Regions from separate parts of the Mus musculus genome. Here region 2 is linked to region 1. The links are chromatin contacts, called in public Hi-C maps. All regions are on one chromosome and are shown on one strand. Each heading gives the region's core, a stretch centred on a gene start, on an enhancer-like site or on the middle of the called end of the contact. The rest is flanking DNA. Distances are from core to core; before and after follow the strand shown.

Region 1 (5,412 bases), core at 1,226-3,725:
CCTCCTTAAAAGAACGTGGGACAAGAAAGCTTTTGATTACTTGCCTGCTAAGACATTCCGTTGTTGGTATTGGAATGTGCTTCTTTAGGACTCCAAAGTAGACTGAAGACCAGCTGAGATATCCAGCCTCATGCACTGAACATTGGATGGGCTCTTGGCCTTTCTGTTGGGAGACAGTCATTGTTAGACTAGCCAGACTACAGCCATCTCTATATATGTATGCATATGTGTGTATGTGTGTGTGTGTGTGTGTGTGTGTGTGTGTGTGTGTGTATTGTGTGTATGGATATATGTGTGTCAGAGTGAGCATGTGGAAGAGAGAGCATGTGGAAGAGCGAAAACAATGTATGGGAGCCAGTTCTTTTCTTCCTCCATGTGGACTCTGGGATCTAAACTCAGGTTATATACATTCATTCATTCTATCATTTCTCTTCCTCTAGAGATCCTTGACTACTATACTGTCTTTGCAAATAATGTCCATCAAGTAGACGTTAAGTAAACTGTGGCACCATTTTACACAGGAGCAAAATAGAGCCATGAAGATGGTGTTGTAGAGCAGATGCAGTTGAGAAATTGTTTAGGGAAAATTAAAAAAAAAACAACAAAACAAACTAAGATGCTGCAACTGCACTCTAAATTATATGTTCACTTGTATGCCAGTCGGGGTGAGAGCCAAAACATGGTATCACTGTTTATGTCTAGACTTTAGTGGTCAATGTGAGTGATTTTTCCTGATGGATTTTGTGTCTGGTGACACAGTTTTGGTTGCAGAAAATGAGAATGAATCTATTCATGCTACTCAGGGAGCAGAGGCCAGGCGTTCTGCTAAATGCCAATGTAAGACTATGATTTAGCCCAAAATATCAACCCTGGCCCGTTGAAGTTGTTACTCTAGGTGATGAGATCACAGAAAGCCACAACTTTCTTTTTGCTGGCTTGTGCTTTCTATTTTTCCATAATGAGCATACATATTTGTACAATCTGTTTTTTTTTTAAGTACATTGCAAATTTCTGAAAAGATTGTGGGAAAGTCTGCAGTTTTACTATGACATCACTCATGCAAACATGCTTCCGCACTGTCACTCAGGTTTTCTTGTCAATGCCATCCCTCTCTGAACCTATTTATTTAACCTGGAGTCCCAATTTAACATAGCAGATGATTCCCAGACCACACTCCTACTTGTGTTCTCAGATGAGGCCTAAGTCTTTGGACATATACAGCCTGCCAGCAACTCAGCGAGTTTTCTTCATAACTTGTCCCTTATGTGGTCCCCTGAGGCATCTTGCTGGAACTAAAAGGTAGCTCAAGGTCTGGCAGAGAACACAAGATCTCTGGGTATATCTACATTCCCCGGTATATGTCCTTAACAATTAGAGGTTGGCTCCTCTTCATTGTCTCAGGAAATCTTTCTAAGGGATGGGTGTCCATGGTCATCAAAGCATGTTTGCTTGGAAGTTCAATCAATTGAAGAAGTGGTTTATTCCACCCGCAGACTCATCGCTCCTCACGCACATTAGACTTAATTGGTAGCTGAAATCATGACGATTTAGCAGAGCCTCTGAATTTGATGGCTGTGGTTTCTGGGCCACCAGATATAGTTCAAAAGCAAAAAGCAATCATCTCTGCCATGAAATGAGTCCTTCCTTCCAATTCCCAGAGAGCTGAAAAGTCCTGTAGGGGCTGGATTTTTCTTTGACCCTCAAACTAACGGAAACTCATATGTTATAGATATGACTCACTGAGAGAAAAAGGAATTCCAGACTTGCAAAGGGCTAAGGAGCTTCGGTTAATTTTACTGTGTGTGTGTGTGTGTGTTTCCTCTAGAATGTTCTTTTTCCCAAGAAAATGAGAAGGGCTGAAAGTCTTGCAGAGAGATTTTTTCCCCTTTGCCAAAGGATTACAAGCTTTCTATGCAAGTAGCAATGTACAGTTGAGCCTAACTGCCACCAGTGAGGGCAAAGGGGAGCTGAGGTAGCTTATTGTTTAGAGGAAAGCTTAACTGTAGAAACATATGGAGGCAATGATATATAGAAGTAGTTGATGTATGCATGTATGCATGCATGCATGCATGTATGTATGTATGCATGTATGTGTGTATGTATGTATGTATGTGTGTATGTATGTATCTATATTGTATGGATGCACATGTGCTACAAGGAACATGTAGAGATCATAGGACAGAGAGGACAACAGAGTGGGAGCTAGTTCTCTTCCTCCACCACGTGCACTCTGTGGTCTAAACTCAGGTTATCAATCTTAGAAACAAGGACTCTTACCTGCTGAGCCACCTTGATTCCCTCCGGTCACATATCTTTGGTTATGTATCCATAGTAACACTGGGGTGAGAGAATGAAACCACTCTGTCTCCCATGAGACCACTTTGAAAGAAAGGTGCCCTCCATTTCTAAGCCTGAAAGGCATCCCTGCTGCTGTGGTTTGGCTGACTTCATTTTCTTTCTGAGTAAAGTCATCACTAGTCATGTCTCCAGTGACTTAGTCCACACAGAGCATGGCTCTGAGCCTCTTTGGAGTGTGCAAACATCAGCCATCTCCCAGAGGACAGAACAAAGAACAATCTACAGGGAGGAGGTGGAAACTGTTAGCAGCCCCAAGGTAGGAGGACTTGTTTTTGAAGAAACAGCTGCTGAACAGAAGAGAGACTCCACATTCAACCACAGTTCCTTGGCTTGACGTCTTAGCAATCCTGAAAGCCTCAGAATAAAAACGGGAAAGTATAAGGGCCCTCTCCAGCTCACATAGGCAGTCTGGTCCTATTTGGGTTTCACTATTATTTATAGTTTTGGTGAATATCTCAGAACAATCACAGGGCTAAACTGAAGCATACTCTTGGGAGCTCGGAGTTCCAACTCCCACTTCTACTGTTTTTAGTCTCAAGTGGCTGTGACAAGAGGAAATCATTTTGTCCAGACAGTGAAGTAGAACAGCAGCCTGGAACTTTTCCATTGTGCTGAAGCAGGAAAAAAAAAAAAAAAAAAAAAAAAAAAACACGCCAGAGGAAGTAATATTAGTCAGTTTTTAGTCACACTAAGAACAATGGGGTAGTTTAGGTTGGCTTGACATCACTCGTTTGCATTCACTATGGCTCAGATGAAGCCACTCCAGTTGTGCAATTTCCTCCATGTTTGAATGAGTCAAGACCCCTTATGCCCTGTTACAATACAGAAAAGACCCCTTCTCCTCCCATTACCTTACAGAATATAAAACAGTTCTTCACGGGTCACAGGGAAAATATTTTTGCATACCAACCAACAAAGATCTGAAAGGGAAAAATAATGCAGTAGAATTTTGTCACCGTGGAGGTGACAAAGGACAAGAGTAAACCAGCCGATCATATTTTCTCCTGAGGAGCATAATTGATTTCTTCCTGCTCAGTGACCTCACAGGAGATAACACTCATCCCACAGAGACAGTCTTTCATTCATGTGTTTATTCATTCATGCATCTATGCAGTACATATTAGCTCAAGAACTTCATATGTCCTATATACGGGGCTGAATAAAACACAGTCTAGATGGAAATTTAGAAGTAGGAAATAACGTTTAGTTTTTTTCTACATATGAAAAAGCATATATCAGTGGTACGAAGATATGTAACAGGAAAAAATACTGTCATGGGCTTCATATATTTATTAATTTATTATTAAATTATACATACCATCAGCTGTTGTTTTTAACAAAATATCAATCCTTTGATTTTATCAATGAAGACTTGGAAGCCAGATGCTGGGGTGAAAGCCTGTTAGCTCAGAGAGGCAGAGAAAGGATCCAGCTGACCTTTCCTTCTACTTCCTGTGCATCTCTCTATCCATCTTCCTGACTTCCTCTTACTTGCTATATTTTTTTTCTTAATAATCCTATGTTCACTTCCTGTAAATTGGTCTCTTGCTCTGCTTCTTCATCTGTGGTTGAATTTATTTAATTCTATTTACAATATTCAAGCAGAAAACTCTTGGATTAAAGGTGTGTGCTAAAGCTGAGCCGCACCACAACTAAAAACAGGTTTTCCCAGTAAACAAGACAATCTCAGGGTTTATGGTGTGATCAAATACCCTGTAGCAACTGGCCACGAACATTTTCTTGAGAATCAAAAAAGCTAGAAAGAAAGCTGAAAGATTTCAGGCCATGTTCAGAAAGTTTTGTTATATTCTGTAGAAGAAAAGAGGGAGGGAGAAAGAGGCAGGCAGGCAGGCAGGCAGGCAGGCAGGCAGGCAGACAGACACACACACACACACACACACACACACACACACACACACACACACACACACACACAAGGGTGAGGTATAAAGAGTAGGAGAACAGTGGTGTCTACTTTGTGCCTTGGAAATTCTAGGCTGAAATTCTTAGAGAATTTGCCACATATGCCAAGGAGCATAGAAAAAGTCATGGAAATAGAGAATTTTGTGGTCCACATAGAAAGTTTTGTTTATTTTCTAATTGTTCTTATTCTAATTTACAAAAGAAGTTACATGTGGGAGAATGTGTGTGTGTGTGTGTGTGTGTGTGTGTGTGTGTGTGTGTGTGTGTGTATCTCGATATATAGATAGATATATCTCCTACCTAACTTCTGTGAATATTCTAAATGAAACGCACATATTTAAAGCTTAAACACTAACATCCCCGTATAAGAGGAAACATATAGTGTTTCTCTTTCTGGATCTAGGTTACTTCACTCAGGACCAGGAGGGAGAAGGAGGGAGAAGGAAGAGGGGACAGAGGAAGGAGAACTATAACACAGTGATATAATGAGGAAATCGAAACAAGAAGAATAAATGGAGTGGAACGAGAGGGCTAGGGAGAGCAGGGCGTTTGGGGAGAGATAACGAACACTAAAGGTCTTTTGAAAAGTTGTATGGAAGCTCACTATTACCAAAGCTTCCTAAAGTATATCCATACATGGAAGGAGTTTTAAATAGAGCTAGCATATTGGAGGGGAGACAATACCCCAACTAAATATCTTATGCTATAAAACAAACCAACAAACATACAAACAAACAAAATCAAACCCCCAAGCCAGAAATTTATTTCGTTTTTGAATCATTGGCCAAAGGAGTCCCATAGACGCCCTCCTAAAACATTATAGAATTAGTTATCTTCCACAAGCTGATGGAAAGATCACCATTTTTAATGTCACAGAACATGGAGAAATCAAGCTGGTACTCAATTGAAAAATTTCCCCCTACTGACTAGCATTCATTCTGCTGGAAGATACAATCTACAAGAGGTCAAAAGTCATTACCATTCTTGCCTAGTTTATAAACTCTGTGACAACAGTGACCTGCACTGTTGCTACAGTGCCACAAATGTTAAGGAGATAGCGATCATAGTTACTTTTTTATTGCTGTGAAGTTTTAGTTACTTTATTTCTATGACAACATACCAGCAACGGGT
Region 2 (4,943 bases), core at 2,059-4,558, 250 kb before region 1:
TAAGAGAAGCAGACACTGACAGAGTCACTCATGCTGAGGATGAAACACAGGGTAAGAGCTTGGCCTCTGACTGGTTCTGTGGGTATGGTGACCCAAGCCTGACCCCCAAACCCAAACAAGGTGGAGAAAGTGAACAGAACCCACAAAGTTGTCCTCTGACTCTCACATGTGTGCCGTGGAGACATGTGCTCCCACATATATCATATGCACAGAGAAAACAAAATAATAATAATAATAATAATAATAATAATAATAATAAATAATAACAGTTTTACAGAAAGAATAGGAGCCTGTGCTCTAGCCCCTCCATCCCAGACACCAGATGGCACTTAGGACAGCTGTTGCTGCTAGATTTTACTCCTGCATTTGGGAGACCTGATGTGTAAAGCTAATTTGGCTCCCAGTAAAGATGAAAGGACCTATTCCTATATACATGTGTCCTAGGAACAAACCGTCCATTACTCAAGTTCAATGGGTTTCTCTATCACACACAGCCAAATTAACTTACCACCATGGGTAACCAAAGACAACGTTATAACCTATTCCAAAGCCTTTGGTTGTAGCGTAGTTGGGGTCTGATTTGTATCTCTGAAGTGTGTCTCAGACACTTAACTGCATAATCTGCTGCTGAAGTTAGAAGTCTGTAGCTGGGCTCTCAGCTCAGTCTCCTCACTTGCTGGGGTCTCCGAAGCTGGGTTATTCTTACTATTCCAGTGTTCTGTATCTATAAATGGTGTCAGTCTATTGAAGCTCCAAAAACACATAGCATGGGGATCATGCACTCTGATATATGTGCCATGTGAATTGCATCATCAAAAGAATGTAAACCAGCACTCAATTATTACTGGTTGAAAATTACTGAGCAATTTTAGTTATTGGTCAAAGTTTGGGACTCTTTTTTTCTTCCTTTGCTTTTTTGGGGGTTTGCTTGTTCATTTTTGTTTTGGGTTTGTGGCTTTGTGAGTATTTTGTTTTGTTCTTTTAAAAACAAACAGGAAAGGGAATGGGAAAGGAATACTTGAGATCAAATCAATTAAAAAGAAATTCAAGGCACTGTCAGAAATGGATATTTCTAGAAAATCAAGTCAAGCCTTACTTACTCTTCAAGATGGAATGAGTGAGGTCTTAAGTCCCAGCACTTCCCTGGGACAGGCAAGGGTATCTAGAGATGACGTAGCATTCTCCATCTCTCTATTCCCATCTTCATCTGTCCTTAGTGAGCTTCAGAGAGAGGTGAGCAACTGCAGCAAGAGGGGAGGAGCCCCGATTCCCACTTGAAATGATTCCAGGAAGGAAAAAAAAATGTGTAACCACCTGACTTTGAAGCATCTTTATAGATCCCAAATGTCATCCATGTTCAAATGGATCCTTATAAGTGACAATCCATTGATTAGACAATTGGTCATGCACTGTGGCTGAGGACATGGGGGAGCACCATGGTTCTCTTGCTCTAGAGTTTGCTGAGGGGAAGCGAGCATGAAATGAAGAGTTCTGCCACTGACTGAAGTGAGTAAGAGTCTCCTGTTCCACTGCCTTGCCTCTAGTCATCAAAAGCAAGCGGCTGTGGTACATTTCCATTTCCTTTAATGAAGGCTAGAACAGCCCAAAAGCATTAGCTATAGAGTGTGATATTCACTTGCTTAATGTTTATTGAACTTGGCAGCAGCCATATAAAAGAAGTCGGGTCTAGGAGCTCTCAGGGAAATAACAATGAGCCTAAGGAAGATTCATTGTGGAAGTAGTTATCCGGCCACAGGGAACACACTGAGCACTGTGGGAAAAGTCACTGAGTGAGTTAGCATCTTTGCGTGAAGGCTTCCAAGGAAAGGTGGGGGCCGGGTGGGAAGGCATGGCAGATAGTGGCCAGATGGTGAGAAGGAGGCAGTTCCGGACACAGCCTTGAAACAGCGAAGTTATGTGGGAGAGTGAGAGCAAACTGACCCTGCCGTGCAGATAGAGTGGGCAAAGCGTGAGTAAAGACAAGGAACAAGAGGGCGAATCACAGGAAATACTGCTTGGTGGGTGGGAATCTGCGGTTGGCACCAGAAATGGCATTGGGGAATGGAATCGTCTTTGCCCATCAGGAGGCCACTCACGCTTGGTCAATTATTGGTCTGAAATTTCTCACCGAAGGCAATGCCATGCAGCCAGCCGCACTCTGTCACAAATCGGGGTCCTGCAGCCATATAGCGGAAAGTTCTTGAGTACAAAGTGAAGTTTGAGTATAAAGTGTGGTTCGTAGACCGAATGCCGCTGTGAGATGTGAGGTGATGCTTCTCATAACTGCATCAGGCAATCTGTGGGTTGGGGATGACAAGTAGGTTGGAGACACCTAATGTGGGTTGATACATGGGGTGGCAGACAAAAGATGCTTAGTAGAGACTAGAGAGATGGCTAATACCAACCTTTCTCTCACAAAATAAAACTAGAAGCTAGGGATGAGGGATCTAGGTCCTGTTTGGAAACTGACCAATAAAATTGGGATGACCATGAAACTAAATGTTTAGAACAGGTCTAGAACAGGGGACTACTATCTCAGACCTGATTTATAAGTAGCCTACTGTAGGCTGGACAGTACAGTGGGCTCTAAAACCACAAAGGTGTTGATCATATTAGGTTAGAACCTCTCCTGCAGCAGGGGTTATTAAATGTGGCTCTATTGAGCCATTTGGCCTGTCAAAAAGTGTTGGCATGCACCAATCATGTGGGACATGGTGTTGAAATGACTTTTGACCTACAAACTCTGTCTTCAGTCATAACCATGATGTTTCTATGTATTTCAAATAATGACTTCCACTGATGAATACTTGGAAAGCTTATGTGCAGACAATGGAGGTCTGCCTTTTATCAGCAAACTCTGACCCCATTATATTCTGGCTTAATGCTCTAGAGCAGACCTGTCTCCTTGGTTAGGCATTTCAAGGATCCTGGGGTCTGATCCTACCTTTGTCTCAGTTCGTTCCTGTCCCTTCTTTCCCATATCCCTTATCAACAAGTCGGGTGCTAACCTAGCAAAGGGGTGTGCTCTGTATGTAGAACAAGCCTCCTCCTTTTTGTCAAAGTGACAAAGTGACAAAGGATGCTTCAAGACTCAACTCAAAGGTATTCTTCCCCATGCTACGTCTTGATAACACCTTGCACATTTTACTTTAAATGCTAGCATGCCAATTAAGTCTACTGGACTGATTGTTCCTCAAGGCCAGAAACCATGTTTATTCATTGTTGCTTTTCTATATAGCGGACCCTTTTCTAAGTGAAGAGGCTAACTCAAGCTGCAGTGCAAACTATGACCACCAGATGGCAGTAGGTGGACATTTTGTCTCTCTCCCAGCATGAGGGAGAAGAAGGGTTTGTAACAAGTGCCTTTCATCTCTGCCCTTGCAGACAAACGTGTCTCTGAAGACAGAAAGAAACCTTTGACTGGCTAGTCGGATTCCCACACCCCCGAATAAGAATAACAGGTGGCCATTGTATTCTCCCTTTCCTGACAACTCTGTCCCTTAGGCTCAACTGTATTCCATGATGCAGGAACATAGATATTTCAGTTTGATCTTCACAAGGACAAGGTGACCGTCTTCTCAGGAACTGGGAGGAATGGTCACCAACACCCACTGATGGTCAGCGTCTGTTGAGGTCCCAGAGCTTCCTGCCCACATCCATCTGTCAGACCCGAGCAACTGACAAATGTCAGACAAATATCCAGTGCTGACATTTTTTTCTAAACGTTGTTATTGTATTTTTGCTTGACATGTAATAGGTATACATATTTTTAGGCACAATAGGCGTTAGATATAAGAATATTTTGAAAAATATAAATAAATAAAAATTAAAAATAAAAAAGAACATTTTGTGTAATAATCAGTATGGTATTTTATCATATCTAAATTACCTCAGCCATTTATAATCTTTTATTGTGAGAACACTTAAATTCTTCTCTTGTGGAAGGTGTTTGGAAATACACAGAGCAATACTCACCATAGTTATACAGTTGTGCTTATAGTGACAGACAGACCGTCTTCCTTTTACCCAGTTAGGCATAGGCCAGACTCTCCCTTCCTTCGCCTCCTCTCTGCACTGTCTGATTACCACTTTCCCAGTCTACACGTATGACATCAGCTTGTTTTGATTTCTCAAACGGGTGAGGTCATCCCTGTGGTATTTGTCTTTCTGGGCCTGTCTTGTTTCCCTTAGCTATGCCCTCCAGACTCATTCACAATACTGCAAAGTTAAGAAGTCAACAAGTCTTAATGACCAAATAATATTCTTCTGGGTATAGATAGACAGAAGTCATAAACGTTCCACTGATGGACCCTACCATTGATAACAATCCCAGGCTTTCGTGAAAATCACCAGCAATTCCCTGCGCATGTGTAATACTGTGAAGCTAGTGTCTTCCCTGAGGACTTGCCAGCTTAGTTGTTGAGCACAGTGAGACAGCCCTAAGCTTGAACTTTGAAGCAGCCTAGAACCAGAATCCCTGACTTCTTTGTGTTTGCTGGTCTCTGAAGTGCCCCAGAAACCAAGGGACTCTGAAGTGATGCCCAAGCCAACCGAACAGCTCTAGAGGCACGCAAAAGTCCTCTCAGCCCTAAAGTAAAAGGGCCAAGAGTTTCCCTTCCTCGTTCCTCTATCACAGCTAGCTTACACTCTTCTCTACCCTCTACTGCCTATTGGCATGGTAACCGGGATGCAGAAAACGGGGGAAGTGTCTATTACTCTCTCCATAATTCTTGACAGTCCAGCTCCACCAGTTGTTCCCTAAGCCTATTCTCCTGGTTATTTTTTTTGGCAGTTTGACATAGCTGGAGTCATCTGAGAAGAGGAAACCTCAGTTGAGAAAGGGCCTCCAACAGACTGATCTGGAGGCAAGTCTGGGAAGCCTTTTCTTCATTGATGGTTGCTGTGGATGGACCCAGCTCACTCTAGGGAACCTTCCTCTAGGC

The links. A called contact is a pair of places that touch in the nucleus more often than the background predicts.
Region 2: a contact with region 1 is called in a Hi-C map of olfactory sensory neurons, with 3 times the contacts expected there. The contact joins two enhancer-like sites. A contact is called at or near these places in 2 of 39 promoter capture datasets (liver and pre-B cells), 1 of 484 Hi-C or Micro-C datasets (olfactory sensory neurons) and 1 of 115 datasets of contacts at active chromatin or transcription factors (fibro-adipogenic progenitors).

Annotation. Positions count from the first base shown.
Region 1 is chr16:25,008,769-25,014,180 of GRCm38.p6, reverse strand. No RefSeq gene overlaps it. Among named protein-coding and RNA genes, the nearest start is that of A230028O05Rik, 48 kb to the left of the region's middle. Within about 2 kb of position 2,475, at least 82 of the 459 cell types and tissues checked have an H3K27ac peak or open chromatin away from gene starts, as enhancers often do. A contact at or near this core is called in olfactory sensory neurons and pre-B cells, where this site is marked.
Region 2 is chr16:25,262,311-25,267,253 of GRCm38.p6, reverse strand. No RefSeq gene overlaps it. Among named protein-coding and RNA genes, the nearest start is that of Tprg, 22 kb to the left of the region's middle. Within about 2 kb of position 3,308, at least 86 of the 459 cell types and tissues checked have an H3K27ac peak or open chromatin away from gene starts, as enhancers often do. A contact at or near this core is called in olfactory sensory neurons and pre-B cells, where this site is marked.